2 separate regions of the Mus musculus genome follow, and region 2 is linked to region 1. The links are chromatin contacts, called in public Hi-C maps. All regions are on one chromosome and are shown on one strand. The core of a region is the stretch at or near the end of the contact, and the rest is flanking DNA. Distances in the headings are between cores, read along the strand shown.

Region 1 (2,700 bases), core at 61-2,560:
CCATGGCTGAAAGGACAAGAAGAGCTGGGTGCAGGTTTAGCAAAGGATCGCCTTGGTCCTTGCTCTTTCTGAGGCATCACAGAACCACTAGCTCACAAAAATCAGTCCAGCAGGCAATGCGATAGAAACATATACACAGGCAAGGCCAATAAGATAGCTTATTAGGTAAAGGCCCTTCCTACACAAACCAGATGATCTGAGGTCAATCCCTGGAACCCACATGGAAAGAGGGAATCATTTCTGAGCGTTGTTCTTTGTCTTTCACACACATGCCATAGCATGCGGCTGTGTGTGCTCACACACATACCAGACACACAGACATCAACCACAATAATAAATATATAGAATAAAAACAAGGAACAAAAAGAATTCACCATGTAGATACTGTTCTGCAAATAAGAACAATGGGACTGCCTCTGATAGGACAGGGTTGCATCTATCTCAAAGGCCAAACATCCTTTTGGGTTGTCCATGGTGCTGAGCTGACAACCCCTGGAGAGGCCTCTGTGTGCAGGGGGATACAGGTTGCTCCTGATGGCTTTAGTCTAACCAGAGGTCAGGCTTCCTGAGAGCAGATGACAGCCCTGCTTTGTTCTGAATGCCTTGGGAGATGGAGAGGAGAGAAGCTGGGGGAGAGGGGCCAGAAGAAAAGGAGGGAGCAGGTGGGACTCTGCAGGTCAGGCCCCAAACCCTCTTGTCTGTGCAGATGCTCAGGAGAATTCAAAGACAAATCAAGTTGGGGAAATGCAAATGGAACAGCAGGACTCTGAGGGCTGCAAAGCAAAGACCTTGACCTGGCCAGCTCCTTCTGCAAGGTTCTGAACCCCAGCAAAAAAGGTGACACACAGAAAGACGGATGTCATGCTGGATGGAGCAAGTTGCAGAATGTTTATATGACTGACTGCTGATCTGCAGTTAGACCTGCAATACCTTCCTTATCACAGGGCTGGCCTTCGAAGCCTGCCATACAAGAAACTTGGCTTCATCACTGCTCTCTAACAGGATGCTGAGGCCTGCACAAGGGGAGTCAGTGGCTCCAGTGAGGCACCCTACATTTCGGACACCTCCAGGCCTTGAGCTGAGGAACACCACTGTCCCCTCCTTTACGGACAGCTCTGTCCACAAACCTCAAATCTGCAGTCTGTGCGTTCACTTCTGGGCTTCTCATGAGCTCTGCAGGCAAAGCGTTCTGGGATGAAAAGCATCCTGGCAATTTGGCCTGAAGAACAAAAGCCCGCCAGCTCTCAGTGCTGAACATAAGGCAGCCTGACTTCTCGATCAATCAGCCTGGTAGCAGGGGAATGTCTCCCCCACATTTCCTGTGCTTGGAAGGAGGAAGCCAGGAGCAGGCTGAGCAGAGCACCGGGCAAAGGCAGTGAATGAGCGCACATCTGCCCGCCGGGGCAGCCCGGCTTTCCATGGACCCCCAAACCCGGGCACCACACTGACCACCTCCTTCAAGATCCTGTCAGATAGTGGTCTCACCTGCTCCTACAGAGGGCTTTCTCCAATGGTACAACTTGGTCCTGGGGTCCTTACAAAGTGTCACACCCTGCTTTTGTGCCTCTAGTCATGCTGGCTTTTTGTCTGGCAGTGTTCTCCCAACTTTGACCCTATTCAAGTGACAGGTCTGCCCTACCCCCTCCACAAGGCCTTTGTAGGCAATGATACAACGTGGTGCTGGCACCCGTCACAGGCCTGGGTTGGAGCCATAGCTCCCACCGAAATGAGTAACTCGGCACAATTTATCTAATCTTACTTTGGGAAGGAACAATAACAGTATTACTTCATGGACTGGAAGAAGGGGACATTAAATAAGATCATGCCTGTCAATAAGCACTCAGCACAGTGTTTGACACACTGTTGATTTTATGAGGGAAAGACCCCCCCACACTGTTTAAAAGGTCTATTGCGGTTCATTAAACTGGTATTAGTTATCTACAGCAACATCCCCCTTCTCCCTTCTTACCCATCTTCCCTTCTCTCCTCTCTCTTCCTCCTCCTCTCCCTTCCCTTCCCCCTCCCTCTCCCCGTCCCCCTTCCTCCTCCCTGTCTTCTTGATTTGTATTGCTCCATATTGATCCTGGACCTTGTGGGGGCTAGACAACTACTCAGCCACTGAGCCACATTCTCAGTCCAGGTTCAAGATCAGGGAATAATAATTAAAACAGGAGCCGCCACTTTTAAAGGCTTGTGAACGAAGCTCTACCCGATGCTTCAAAACTGGGTGCTCCTATTGCAGTCATTACTTCCTGACTACTTGAATCTTCTCCTGCAAATCCCTACAGCACCCCCAGTCTGTCTCCAATGGCTCAGGGTTGTTCATTATGGTTTTTCGATCTTAGTTTCATTTAATTGCTTGCTGGCTGGCTTCCTTTGTTCCCATCCAGAGGGAAGTGGGAGGGTACGTACACTCTGACTGGCTCGGTTCTGTTGCTAAGAACACGGTAGTTGTCTAAGTCAGAGTCTCAGACTTGGCTTATTTATCTAAGAATAGAGAAAGCAACCCCCTCCCTAATTTAGTCGGGACAATATGCTACAGACCCCACCACACGCACACACACACAAGCACACACACACACAGAGTTTATCTGTTTATCTGTTTACCGTATCTGCAAGCACAGTGAAAACCATCTCCCCAGAGTTCGCTTGGAAAATTACTCTGAGCACTTTCAGTTCAATGAGGCCTGTGATTATAAT
Region 2 (2,700 bases), core at 120-2,619, 210 kb after region 1:
CCTGTGAGGAGGAACACAGGCTGGACCATCGAATTGTTAAGACTTAAAACTAAGGCCGTTTGCCTGTAACCTGTGATGGGCTGGTGCTGACCACAGCACTGCTGAAGAAGGCAGGGCACCTCTTCCCATACAAACAGGAACGAAACCAGTGTGACACACCCTGAGGCAGTGTGCTCCAAACATCAGTCAGGCCGCCCCTGAGAGTTCTCCCAGCTGCCCTACTGTTCGTACATTCTATACATAAATGTGACAGGGCACATAGTATAAGGACAAACGTGTTCTCTGTATTGTGAAAAGGAGTCAGCACATACAAGATATAGTGTATTAACACATACACACACACAGAGTTGGTGGTTTGTTTCTTCTGAGTTAATGTGCTCCCAATCCAGATGCCTCCGGAGCAGTACAAGGTTGCCTCTGTTTCAAGAAGTGTGTAAACCCCAACACATACAGGATGAGGGAAGGGTGCCAGGGATGGCAACAAGAGAGGCTCAAACACCCCAAGTTTCAGAAACATGGCTGACACCTGAGCAGGTGTCTGGGGGCAAGCCTGAGCCCCAGAATAAGGGACTGGCTTGGCCCCCTCCTGTCTTAGTTAGGGTTTCTATCTATTTTATCTGTATTTCATACTGTTATAAAACACCATGACCAAATGCAGCTTGGGAAAGGGAGGATTTACTTCAGCTATGACGCTTGGGCCAGACTCCATCTCTGAGGAAAGCCAGGGCAGGAACCTGGAGGCAGGAACTGAAGCAAAGGCAGTGGAGGAAAACTGCTTACTAGCTTGCTCCTCAAGGCTGCTCAGTCTACTTCCTTATGCCATCCTGAACCACCTGCCCAGGGTGGCACCACCCACTGTGAATGGGGAGCCTCCTACCTCAATTATCAATTTGGAAACTACTTGCCTGCAGGCCAGTCTTATGAAGGCATTTTCTCAGTTGAGGTTCCTTCTTCCCATATATGTCAATGTTGTGTCAAGTTGACAAAAACCCACCAGCACACCACCTCCTGTTTAATCTGCTAGCTGGAAATGAGATGCAAGGCAGAGTTTAAATATGTTAATCTGCTTTCCCAGATTGCAGGCTCTCTGAATAAAGAGCAATTTTAAAGACTCAATTCCTGTCTCGGCTCATTGGCATTTTCAAGTAGCAGAAAGCAAGGAGATCGGGTGTTCCTGTTACAAATGTTCAGCATTTATTTCCCAAGAGAAGCCCTGACCACCACCCCAGTGGTTAGGAAGCCAGAGCTCTGTTCACAGAGAAGGTGGGTACTTAACAGCATGGCAAGAGCCAGAGGGTGAGGAGGAGTGCTGTGTAGCTGGCTTCTGGAGCTGACAGGGCCACTGCACTCTTGAGCTCACTGCAGCTGTGACTGCCTGCCCAAGGCTGAGCACATCAACATTCCAAGGAAGATGAGGGAGGAGCTTATGAGGTCCCAGCCCTAGCTGAAGAACTCCTGGAAGTTAATGGTTGCTAGGGAACTGGGAGGGAGGGGTGTCTTTTTTCTTCAGTGGTGTAGACACTGCTAAGTTGCCTATTCTCCAGGAAATACCACCACCACCCCATCTATGCTCATGCAAGTAACCCTACTTAGTGGGTCATTTAAAAATTATGTGTGTATGTGTATATATATATATATATGTATGTATGTATATGTATTTATATGTGTATGTATGTATATGTATATATGTATATGTATGTATATATGTAATTCTATATAGCATAAAAAAGCATTATACACATGCATAAAATGGCTATGAAGTAGAGAAGTAGGATCCCCCTCATCTATTTATGAACCCCATCCCAGTATTTCAAAAAATGGAGCCTTTTTCTGAAAGCACTTTCCCTTTCCAGCTTGTGAGGTATATGAGCAGCACTCAAAGGAAATAGAGACTCAGTCCTGCCCATCAGCACTCAACCTGACTAGGCTCAAGTCCAAGGTCAGCCAGGGTAGCTAGGTGGCCATCATAGCAGCCCATGGCAGAGCCCCTAGGGAAGTCATCATGGAACTGTCAAATTCACAGACACAGGTACCCAAATCAGGGCTTCTGGTGACAGGGGACATGCTCATTCTCCCAAGCCCACCAAAGCCACGGCTCACCCTTGGAACTTTGCATAACAGCCCCAGCATAACTGGGGAAAGCTCTTGGGGTCAGGGGTCTATGCATGTTCTGGGTCAGCAAGGTAAGTTCTCAGAAGCGACAGAGAGACTGGGTCATATTCATTTCTCTGGCACATGAAGCCCCAGATCCTCCAGGTAGTACAGCCTTGCACACTAGTGAGCCTGGACCAGGAGCAGTGGCGGGCCTCTCTTCCACAGCCTGCCCTGTGCTGCTCATTGCTCTGTACCATTTACTATTTGCGGTACTGTGCCAGAAACTGGAGAGTCGTAGCCAAGATGGCCCCATGCCTGTGCCTCCTGGGCTTTGTGCCCTTTTGGTACTCTCTCTTCCTACACCAGGTTTGTACTCTGTGACCAACAGCATCCATCAGAAGGGGAGGTTATGTCGCTCTGACTTAGATCACAGCAACACTAACCCACTCAATCACTCACTCCAGAGTCACTCACTTGGGGAAAAAAAAAAGACACTCTTCCTTTCTTCTGAATAGGGAGGCCAGGTGAGACAGTAGGTGACATCTGAGCCAAGTGAGGGAGTTAGTGAGAAAAGGGGTACCCCCTGGTCATTTTGAACAACCCTGG

Evidence for each region. A called contact is a pair of places that touch in the nucleus more often than the background predicts.
Region 2: a contact with region 1 is called in a Hi-C map of forebrain, with 2.2 times the contacts expected there. The contact joins two enhancer-like sites. A contact is called at or near these places in 3 of 484 Hi-C or Micro-C datasets (bone marrow-derived macrophages, embryonic stem cells and forebrain) and 1 of 115 datasets of contacts at active chromatin or transcription factors (embryonic basal ganglia).

What each region holds. Positions count from the first base shown.
Region 1 is chr14:64,163,206-64,165,905 of GRCm38.p6, forward strand. The region is part of intron 5 of Msra (methionine sulfoxide reductase A); the gene reads right to left. Among named protein-coding and RNA genes, the nearest start is that of Gm52129, 35 kb to the right of the region's middle. Within about 2 kb of position 1,311, at least 47 of the 459 cell types and tissues checked have an H3K27ac peak or open chromatin away from gene starts, as enhancers often do. A contact at or near this core is called in forebrain, where this site is marked.
Region 2 is chr14:64,372,247-64,374,946 of GRCm38.p6, forward strand. The region is part of intron 1 of Msra (methionine sulfoxide reductase A); the gene reads right to left. Among named protein-coding and RNA genes, the nearest start is that of Gm52130, 33 kb to the right of the region's middle. Within about 2 kb of position 1,370, at least 40 of the 459 cell types and tissues checked have an H3K27ac peak or open chromatin away from gene starts, as enhancers often do. A contact at or near this core is called in forebrain, where this site is marked.